Regions from separate parts of the Sorghum bicolor genome. Here region 2 is linked to region 1. The links are chromatin contacts, called in public HiCAR-type maps. All regions are on one chromosome and are shown on one strand. Each heading gives the region's core, a stretch centred on a gene start, on an enhancer-like site or on the middle of the called end of the contact. The rest is flanking DNA. Distances are from core to core; before and after follow the strand shown. Region 1 holds the start of LOC8061690 (serine/threonine-protein kinase CTR1). Region 2 holds the start of LOC110432642.

What was found. HiCAR-type assays count read pairs that join an accessible place to other places.
Region 2: a contact with region 1 is called in a HiCAR-type map of leaf, with 4 times the contacts expected there. The contact joins the promoter of LOC110432642 here to the promoter of LOC8061690 in region 1. A contact is called at or near these places in 2 of 4 Hi-C or Micro-C datasets (both in leaf) and 1 of 1 datasets of contacts at active chromatin or transcription factors (leaf).

Annotation. Positions count from the first base shown.
Region 1 is chr2:19,532,202-19,536,803 of Sorghum_bicolor_NCBIv3, reverse strand. It overlaps LOC8061690 (serine/threonine-protein kinase CTR1), which reads left to right and starts at 2,825. Exons shown (of 17, transcript XM_021454079.1): 1 at 2,825-3,437; 2 at 4,021-4,319; 3 at 4,424-4,565. The coding sequence starts at 2,988. LOC110432263 (a long non-coding RNA gene) reads right to left here and starts at 816. Exons shown (of 2, transcript XR_002449681.1): 1 at 709-816.
Region 2 is chr2:19,732,571-19,737,172 of Sorghum_bicolor_NCBIv3, reverse strand. It overlaps LOC110432642, which reads right to left and starts at 2,040. Exons shown (of 9, transcript XM_021453418.1): 1 at 1,896-2,040. The coding sequence starts at 2,040.

The sequences.
Region 1 (4,602 bases), core at 1,576-4,075:
TAGGAATGTTTAATAAAAGGCAAGAGCGATCTTTATGTCTACTATAATCTAGTATTGACTAGTGAAGAAGGGGGGTAAGTAAATGATAGAAAGGGTAGATAAGTAAGGTAGCAAAGAATCTAATCTAAGGATAACTAATACAGTGTTAGCTAGGTGGAAGGACAACGAGTGAGTATAGGACTCCTATGTATCTAACTTTACTCCTGTGGCCTTAATCCTAATAGATAACTGACTTAGCTAGACTGACTCCTACAACTTGTATGAAGGGGATAGCCAAGAAAACAGGAGACAGAACCCCTGCTTGAGTGACTATACTCTTATGGGTGCCCTGCCTTTTAAAGAACTAGTTTGTACGTGAGGAGAAATCCTAATGCCAAGGAGGACCTATCACTTCCCGCCAGTGCGCTCCTACTGTCTGATCAAACCAGCGACACCACCAATAGTGAGCCTTACCCTAAGCACCGCGCTTACACTAACTCTTATAACTCTTGCTAACATGTAGATAGCTAAAGCTTCTATGCGAGATAGGACGATGATACACACACACAAAGAGTTGGTACAGGAAACCACTCCAACTAAGGCAACTATACTACTAAGACAAATACACAACAAGACTATAGTGACTATAGACTTGCACTAAGTAAATAATTAACTAAATACTAAGTAAAGTAAAGAAAGAAAGATATATTAATAAAAGGAAAGTCTTACAAAAGAGGAAAGCTACAAGAGCTATATCAGACTATCCAGAAGACGGCTCCGGAGACCCTAACTTGACTCTAACTCCCACTCTAGACTAACTACTACTACTCTTGCTACTTATGGATCCTACGAATCTTGGGACCTTGTTGGCCTCTTGAGATCTTGGGGATGCTTCTCAAGGGTGGAGACAACCTCTATTTATAGAGGAAGGAGAGGGGGTGCCACGTCAGCAATCCGTGTGCTCCATGCCTCTCCACCCTTGGATTAACCGACCTTGCAACCACCATAAATGGACGACATTGGTGAAACCATCACGTGGGAAGCATGTCCAAGTTGGTGAGGAGCCAACCGACTTGGAATCCCACAAGGTAGGGATCGGCCGACCCCCTCACTAAGTGGTGGGCCCGGCTAGAGATTCTAGAAGGTGTCCCCACCTGTCATGTGAAGTGGCTCTGATAGTTGGTAAAATTTATCATGCATGCTTGCTTCCATGTGGGCCTATGGATCCACGTGAAATAATCTTTTACCATTGAATGGAAATACACTTTGATCTGAGGGTGGAAATGGACTCTAGGGACCTTGGCATGGACCAAGGCCAAATCTCAGCTCAAGGTGGGCCCATAGTGGGGTTGCCCAACCCCCTATGTGGGACCTCCCAAGCTAAGTTTTGTGTTATCTGTCATAAGAAGCTTAAGAGTACAAGTGGAACTAGTTATTGATAAAATATGTTCATGTTATGCTATTCTTCCTTGAAACCGAGGTGTGTTGACGGTGCTTTAAGTGTGGATTTCTATGGTATATCCACCGTCAACAAGATCCCCCAAGCTTAACCTTTGCTCGTCCTGAGCAAATAATCAAACTTAGCCTCGGCAGATGAGGTATTGTTACTAGGATTAGGTATTGTTACTATGCTCACATTTCAAGAGTACCATATGTACAACAAATTTCTTCTCTTTGAATGAAAAATTTAACTTAAAAACTCACCCATATTACCTTAGTCAAAAGAAAACTTAACGTTTTTTATCAAATTCTTTATTTTATTTAGTGTTCTTTTATAAAACCACATTTTTCTCATTTTATATCGACAAAAACTAATTAAATCTTGGAATATTTTTTTACCAAATTCTTTATTTTATTTAGTGTTTTCTAATAGCAACCTAAAATAGCAACCCGAAATAGAAATTTCGGGGTGTTACACTTTATGTCAGCAATCTTAATTTACACAAGAAAAAAATAGATTCAACATATACGATGTATCATAAATATTAATAATCTCTTGTATATGTTCAATCAAAGTTAGAAATATTTAACTTTTCGTAAAGTGAAAACCAAATGAAGTATTATTCTCATAATAAAATAATATATTTAATTGGTCCTAAAATAAATGTACATCTCGCTTCTCGAGGAGTCATATTTTTTTAATTTGAGTACAAATATAGAAATAATAGTATTAATATTCGTATTTCTAAGTAATTTTATTGTGAAAATATACTCTATGCTTAATCTAATGATAGCTGTTGAACATCAGAAATATTAGTATAATTTTATATAAATTTGATCAAATTTTAGAAGTTTTGAACTCCACATGAAACGAAGACAGTAATATATAAAGATTTATTTATTTTTATAAAATGCAAAGCTCAGGCCTTGTTTAGTTCGCAAAAATTTCCAAGATTCTCCGTCACATCGAATCTTTGGTCATATGCATGGAGCATTAAATATAAACAAAAATAAAAACTAATTGCACAGTTTATCTGTAATTTGTGAGATGAATCTTTTAAGCCTAGTTATTCTATGATTGGACAATATTTGTTAAATAAAAACGAAAGTGCTATCGTAACAAAAAAAAAAATCAAAAATTTTACAAACTGAACAAAGGCAGTTACATTCACAACCCCGTGCCTCCCCCGAACCGACCGTCCGCACCACATCCCACAGTGACTCGGGCGTGAGCGGCGGTCGGTCTGGTTCGTCTTCCCGGCTGCTGTCTGTCGGTCTGTGTGTGGCCGCTGCTCCTATCCGCAGCCACGCGACGCGCGCGGTCGCCCGAAGTAGCGTAGCGCACTGCGCTCAGCGCACGTCTCTTTCCTGGCGCTAGCCAAGCGGCTGCCTCCCTGCAAGTTGCTACTGCTATCCTCTTCTAGCCTAGTACTACTACTACCGACGGCGACTTGGTCCAACCCTGCCCACCCGCCGTCAATTCCCACCAAAAACTAACCGCCTGCACTTTCAGGGGAGCGGACCCGGCCGACGAGCCACGCCGACGCTAGGGTTTGGTTTCGCCGGCCATGGACCTGCCTCCGGGCGCCGCTCGCCGCACCACCTACTCCCTCCTTCCCCAGTTCCCCGACGACGCCGCCCCCGCCCCCGCCAACGTCCTGCAGCGCCAGTCCAGCGGCAGCAGCTACGGCGCCGGCAGCTCTATCTCGACCTCCAGCGACTACCCATTCCACCTGCAACCCCCCGCCTCGGCCGCGGGGGTCGCGCCGCCTGGATCGGCAGCGGCGCCGCCCGGGGCTGCTGGCTCTCCCTGCAAGAGCTGGGCGCAGCAGGCCGAGGAGACCTACCAGCTGCAGCTCGCGCTCGCGCTCCGACTCTGCGCCGACGCTGCGTGCGCCGCTGACCCGGGCTTCCTCGACCCAGGCGATTCAGGAAGCGGGAGGGGCAGCGGTAACGGGAGGGCCTTCCCGCTCGCGCAGCCCGCGCCCTCTGCGGAGTCGCTCTCGCATCGCTTCTGGGTCAGCACTCAGTTCTATGCTCTCTCTCTCTCATGTAATACTTAGGCCCTGTTTGGTTCCCCTTGCTAAATTTTAGCTGGCTAAACTTTAGTCACTTTGACTAAAAGGAGCTACAATAGTTTAGTTCCATTAGTCACCCAAGAGTAGCTAAAATAATTTTAGCTAACTAAAATTTAGCAAGGGGAACGGGGCCTTAGTGTCATTTCGGGAAACGGCTGCTCGCGATTTATGAGAAATCCAGATGTCAGAATGCTGCAACATGGTCACAAACAGTGCTGAACAAACCATTAAGGCATTAATTAATCTGTAACCAAAAGCCTTAGGTTCAGTTGTTTGACTTGGTACTTGGTAGATAATACTGCAGTTCATGCTTACCACATCTTATGTTTGGATTGTAGCTGAACTCATGTGAAATGAAATCATACAGTATGTCAGTGTATCAAACACCACCAAAGATACATTTATATATGTTCAGTTGGAATTCTTTGTACTACCTATCGAGACAAATCTTTTTGTTGTATTGGTATTCTTTGCAGCTCGTCTTGGATTACTGTTTCATGCTTGCTTCCTAATGCTTTTTCAGGTAAATGGTTCGCTATCGTACAACAGCACAATATCAGATGGATTTTACTTGATTCATGGGATGGACCCCTTCGTATGGTCACTATGCACTGATGTACAGGAAGAGAACCGCATACCCTCCATGGAATCGCTCAAGTCTGTCCGTCCTGATGATTCTTCCATTCAAGCCATTCTTATCGATCGAAGAACTGATTTTGAATTAGGTATGTTGGAGAGTTATGCTTCCAGCATTCTTTCCAGTTCTGCTGATGCCAAAGATGTGGTAATCCAACTGGCGAAACTCATATCTTCAAGAATGGGGTGAGAGTTGTATCAATAAGCTCCTATACTCCTTTTGATTTGGTCTGGTTCATGTGGTTTCTGAACTTTTTTAAAAAATATATAATTTTTTGCTCATCGTCAAGGGGTACAACTTCCAATGAAGAGAACTTGCTTCAACGATGGAAAGAGTGCATTGAGGCCATCAAGTCAAGTACAGGATCTGTTGTGCTTCATCTTGGAAAGCTCCCTATCGGTCTCTGCAAGCACCGCTCGTTGCTATTTAAAGTATGTTTTCTGTTTTAAGTTGCTTTCCTGATTGTTC
Region 2 (4,602 bases), core at 791-3,290, 200 kb before region 1:
AATGTTCCTCAGTTTTGTGGCTTGAGCTTTTAATTTTTTTGGCTGTATAAATTTTACGTGGATATAGAGCCAAACTTTATATCCTAAGAAAGCCCGATGGGCACTCTGGCGGCCTGCGGCCTGCGGGCATCATCGAACTGCTGCACAACGCCACAGCCAGCAGGAGACGGCCCAGACAAGACCCTTGCGGGCTACTATTCCTCTCTCCCCGGAGCTGCTCAGCACTCTGGCGGGCTTCTCTCGGCCCCTTCAATTTCCTGTCCACCAGCATCGGGCCTTGTTTACTTGCAAAACAATTTTGCAAAATGTGAACAATAATATTTTCGTTTATTTGACAAATATTATTTAATCATATGTTAACTAGGCTCAAAAGATTTATCTTGTAAATTACATGTAAACTATATAATTAATCATCTTTTTTACCTATATTTAATGCTCAATACATGTCGCAAGATTCGATGTGACTGGTAAACAAGGCCCAGGTCGGACGACGTGCACTTGCGCGTTCCTCCCGTGCGTCCAGCCGTCGAACGTCGCCTCGCGCGACAGGTGATTCACGGGCGCCTGCTTCGGCGGCCGTGGACAGAAAAAGAATAGGTCAGTCTCAATGGTAAGTTTCATTTCACTGTTTCTAAGACTGCCACATCAGCTTTAAAACCTTGGATTAAAAAATAAAACTAGCTCTCTCAATGCATAGTTTCATTGCACAGTTTCATAGGCAATCTGTAGCATTTAATTTTGTATGGTGTTATGATCAACTGTGTCATGTGCATTATGTGGCCATTTGGCATTGGCGTTATTCTCACACTGGTGTGCTATCAGCCTATCACATGCCAAAAGAAGTATATTAAACATAGGACGACGAAGCTACCGTTCAGTTAGAAAAATGAAGTACGTTAAACATGCCAAGTCGATAACATTTCAGATAGATGTTCATCTGATTGAAAATAAATATTCTAATAGCCTGCCTCTCAGTTCACCGTAGACATTCAAGGATAGTAGCAGACTAGCAGCCAAATCTTGACAATGGTGATTTCCCAAACACCGTGCACTCCAGCTTCTGAAAATGAAGTGGTGAATAAAAAAAAGTTACTGTTGTCCGGTAGAAGATGGAGTAGTGAATATAAAAAAGGTTACAACAGAACTTGATGGGGATGAAAAAGCCCTGTGAGCTTACCACATGTTTCGACGACATCCAAATTTGTTCCAAATATGTTCCACCAAATCTTTCTTCAACCGATGATGCGCCGAACGATCCCGAATATCACTATCTTTCTCTAAAACTCTTTCAAATGTAACATATTGGTCAGAACGAAATTCCGGTTCTTCGACAATCACTGTACTTGGAGCCTCATTCAAATCAAGATTCTCTTCTAGGTCATCTTCCTTTTCATCTTCAACTATCATATTGTGAAGTATGATGCAAGCTAGCACAACATTGTGGAGTTGATCCCGGTCATATAGACGAGCTGGTTGTTTTAAAATGCAAAATCGACGGCGCAATACACCAAAGGCCCGTTCAATATCCTTCTTTGCTCCTTCTTGTTCCTGTGCATATAACTTATCCTTTTCGGATATGGGCATTGATATTGACTTCACAAATACAGCCCATTCTAGATATATTCCATCAGCAAGATAGTACCCTATGTTGTGTTGATTCCCGTTGACCATGTATTGGACTCTAGGAGCTTGTCCCTTTAGCTGTTCAATAAATATAGTAGACTGGTTCAAAACGTTGAAGTCATTGTTAGAACCCGCGACCCCAAAGAACCCATGCCAAATCCAGAGATCATGTGATGCCACAGCCTCAAGAATTATAGTCGGCACTTTCTGATCACCTCGAGTAAATTGCCCCTTCCATGCAATTGGGCATCTTTCCCAGTGCCAATGCATACAGTCAATGCTGCCAAACATACCAGGAAATCCTCGTTTCTCACCAATTTTGAGAAGACGCTCAGTATCCTCCACAGTCGGACGCCTCAAGTATCGTTCACCAAATACTGATATAATACCTTGCACAAAATTCTTCATTGCCTCCATTGTCGTAGTTTCTCCAATCTTCAGATAATCATCGAGATGATCTGCAGCGCTGCCATTAGCCAATTGGCGAATAGCCGCGGTGCATTTTTGTAATGGAGTCAGTCCTTGGCGATTAGTCGCATCCACCCTTTGAGTAAAGTAATCTGACCATTGGCCTAAAGCCTCAACAATACGCAGAAAAAGGGGTCTGGCCATACGAAATCTTCGGCGAAAAATTTTGGATGAATAAACAGTCAGAGAAATAATCATCCACTAGACGATGACTGAAATCCTCACGAGGCCTTCTGATGTACTTAGGCGGATGCAATCGATGATCGTCTGCCTCTTTTTCAAGAGCTTCCATGCTATTCTTCATAACCCCCATGGCTTGATCCAGTACCTCATCCAGGATGTCATCCTCAGCGATGAAATCGTCCAAAATATTGTGATCCAACATGTCAAATCCACCTTGCGAAAAAATTCCCTATATCAAATGAAACTGATTAAATCGCAGGTGAAGCATATTCTAGTACCAAGTTGCTGAAATGAATAACACTACTGACACATGTGCTACAGGATCATTTAGAAACACTGATTCTAAAGAACGAATACTGAAACAAATCATAGAAAATATTTAAGATTCAACACAAGTCCTGATAATAAAGCAAAGTAACAATCTAACTGCATACATCTCTTAAAGTGTGTCTGTAGTAACTATTTTTCAATTACAGGAAAAAATTGTGGCTACAAATTGAAATTCCTGACATTCTCTTTATCCAACACAGATCAACAACTACAAATTGAAATCCACCAAGATACGAGCTTACCACTGATTTGTAGAATCCAAACCAGAGCCCTGTCGTAGAGTTGGGGAATGGCCTGCACCGTTGTCAAATCCACGCCATAGCCCTGTCTCAGAGTTGGGGAAGATCGCCAGAGGTGGCACAGATGGCGGCTGTGGAGCACCGTCGTACATAGGGAGCTCTGTCGCAAGGACCTCCAGTTGTCAAGGACGGCTCGCCCTACCGCTTGCCGACGTCCCTACGCCACCCACGGAAGGCACGAGCACCGGTGGCGGCTCGTGATGTCTCCTACCCCTGCGGCTTGCCGATGGAGATCTGCCGCTCACCCGAAGAACTATAGCGTTGGGGATTGAGGGAGTTGGCGCGAAATAGGAAGGGGAAAGGTGGGAGGCAGCGATGGAACGGAGAATCACGCGCGTCGGAGATCGCAGGAGATCCCATCGAGCGTGATGAAATGAAACTCGATCGTCTCAATGGGGATTTCATCGTCTGGGTATCGGTGCCGGCTGGGTTTCATCCGGATGAAACTCGTTTCCTCTCTCTCCTTATTAATATCTTGCCAACTTAGCATATTTACTGATGTGTTACAACATTAATTGAAAATAAAACTTCTTTGAAACTTTCGTTGAGACTGGACTAATCGGCTGGGCCGGCCGCACGCAGACGCCGGCCGGGGTCGTGCCGTGCATGCATCCAACGTGTCCCGTCCGTCGCTCGGCAGTCAGCAGCAGTCACCCGGGCGGCCGCCAAACGTGCGTCCGGGTCGGGCAAAAGCATTAACGACGACTCGTGCGACGTGTGCGTGCGTCCCAGTTCGGACTTCGGAGTGGCAGACAGACACGAGACGAGCCAGCGCGCGCGCGGCGAGACCCATGCAATGCATGCGTCCGGCATCGCTGTCGATCGGGTCGATCGTCTGCTGACCCCCCCACCAGGCCACCATGCATACCATACCACCATACCATACCATTATTATAATCTATCTATTATTTTAGGTCTTGTTTAGTTTGCAAAATTTGTGGTTTTTGACTACTATAGCACTTTTGTTTTTATTTAACAAACATTGTCCAATCACGAAGTAACTAGGCTCAAAAGATTCATCTCACAAATTACAGATAAACTGTTGAATTAGTTTTTATTTTCATCTATATTTAATACTCCATGCATGCGATCAAAAATTCAATGTGACAGAAAATCTTAAAAATTTTTACGAACTAAACAAGGCATTAGTCCCTACTCGTACTTAGATAGGGACGTGCCGGCCTGCGGTCGTGCGCCGCACCGGTCCCTTGTCCATCGCTCATCGCTGGCCGCGCGCTCCGCCGCGGTTGCGGTCGCGGGAGTCGGACGCGGTCGCGAGCGTGGTCTCTGCAGCGACCATGGCCGCCGTCGCGCGAGGTCTGCCGTGGCCATGGGTTGCGAGGTCCGCCGCGCGCGTCCATGGCCGCCGTCGCGAGAGGTCCGTGGCGGTCGCAGCTCGTTCTGCTCCATGTAGATGCGGTGAGGTGCAGTTTGCCGTGGGCACGAGGTCCGCCGCGGCCATGGCCGTCGTCGCACGAGGTCCGTCACGGTCGCGGTCGCGGTCGTGGCCCGTTTTGCTCGATGCGGATGCGCGAGGTTGCGGCAGCATACTCGATGGTGCGTTTTGCTCGATATGGTCTGTTCTGCTCGAGCTCGTGCAGCATCGCCGCAGCTCGCGCGTTAGCGCTTCCACGGCGTCTTGTTGGGCGCGCACGCACATGCAGCGTGTAGGAGCATCGTCGTCGGGATTGGTACCGGT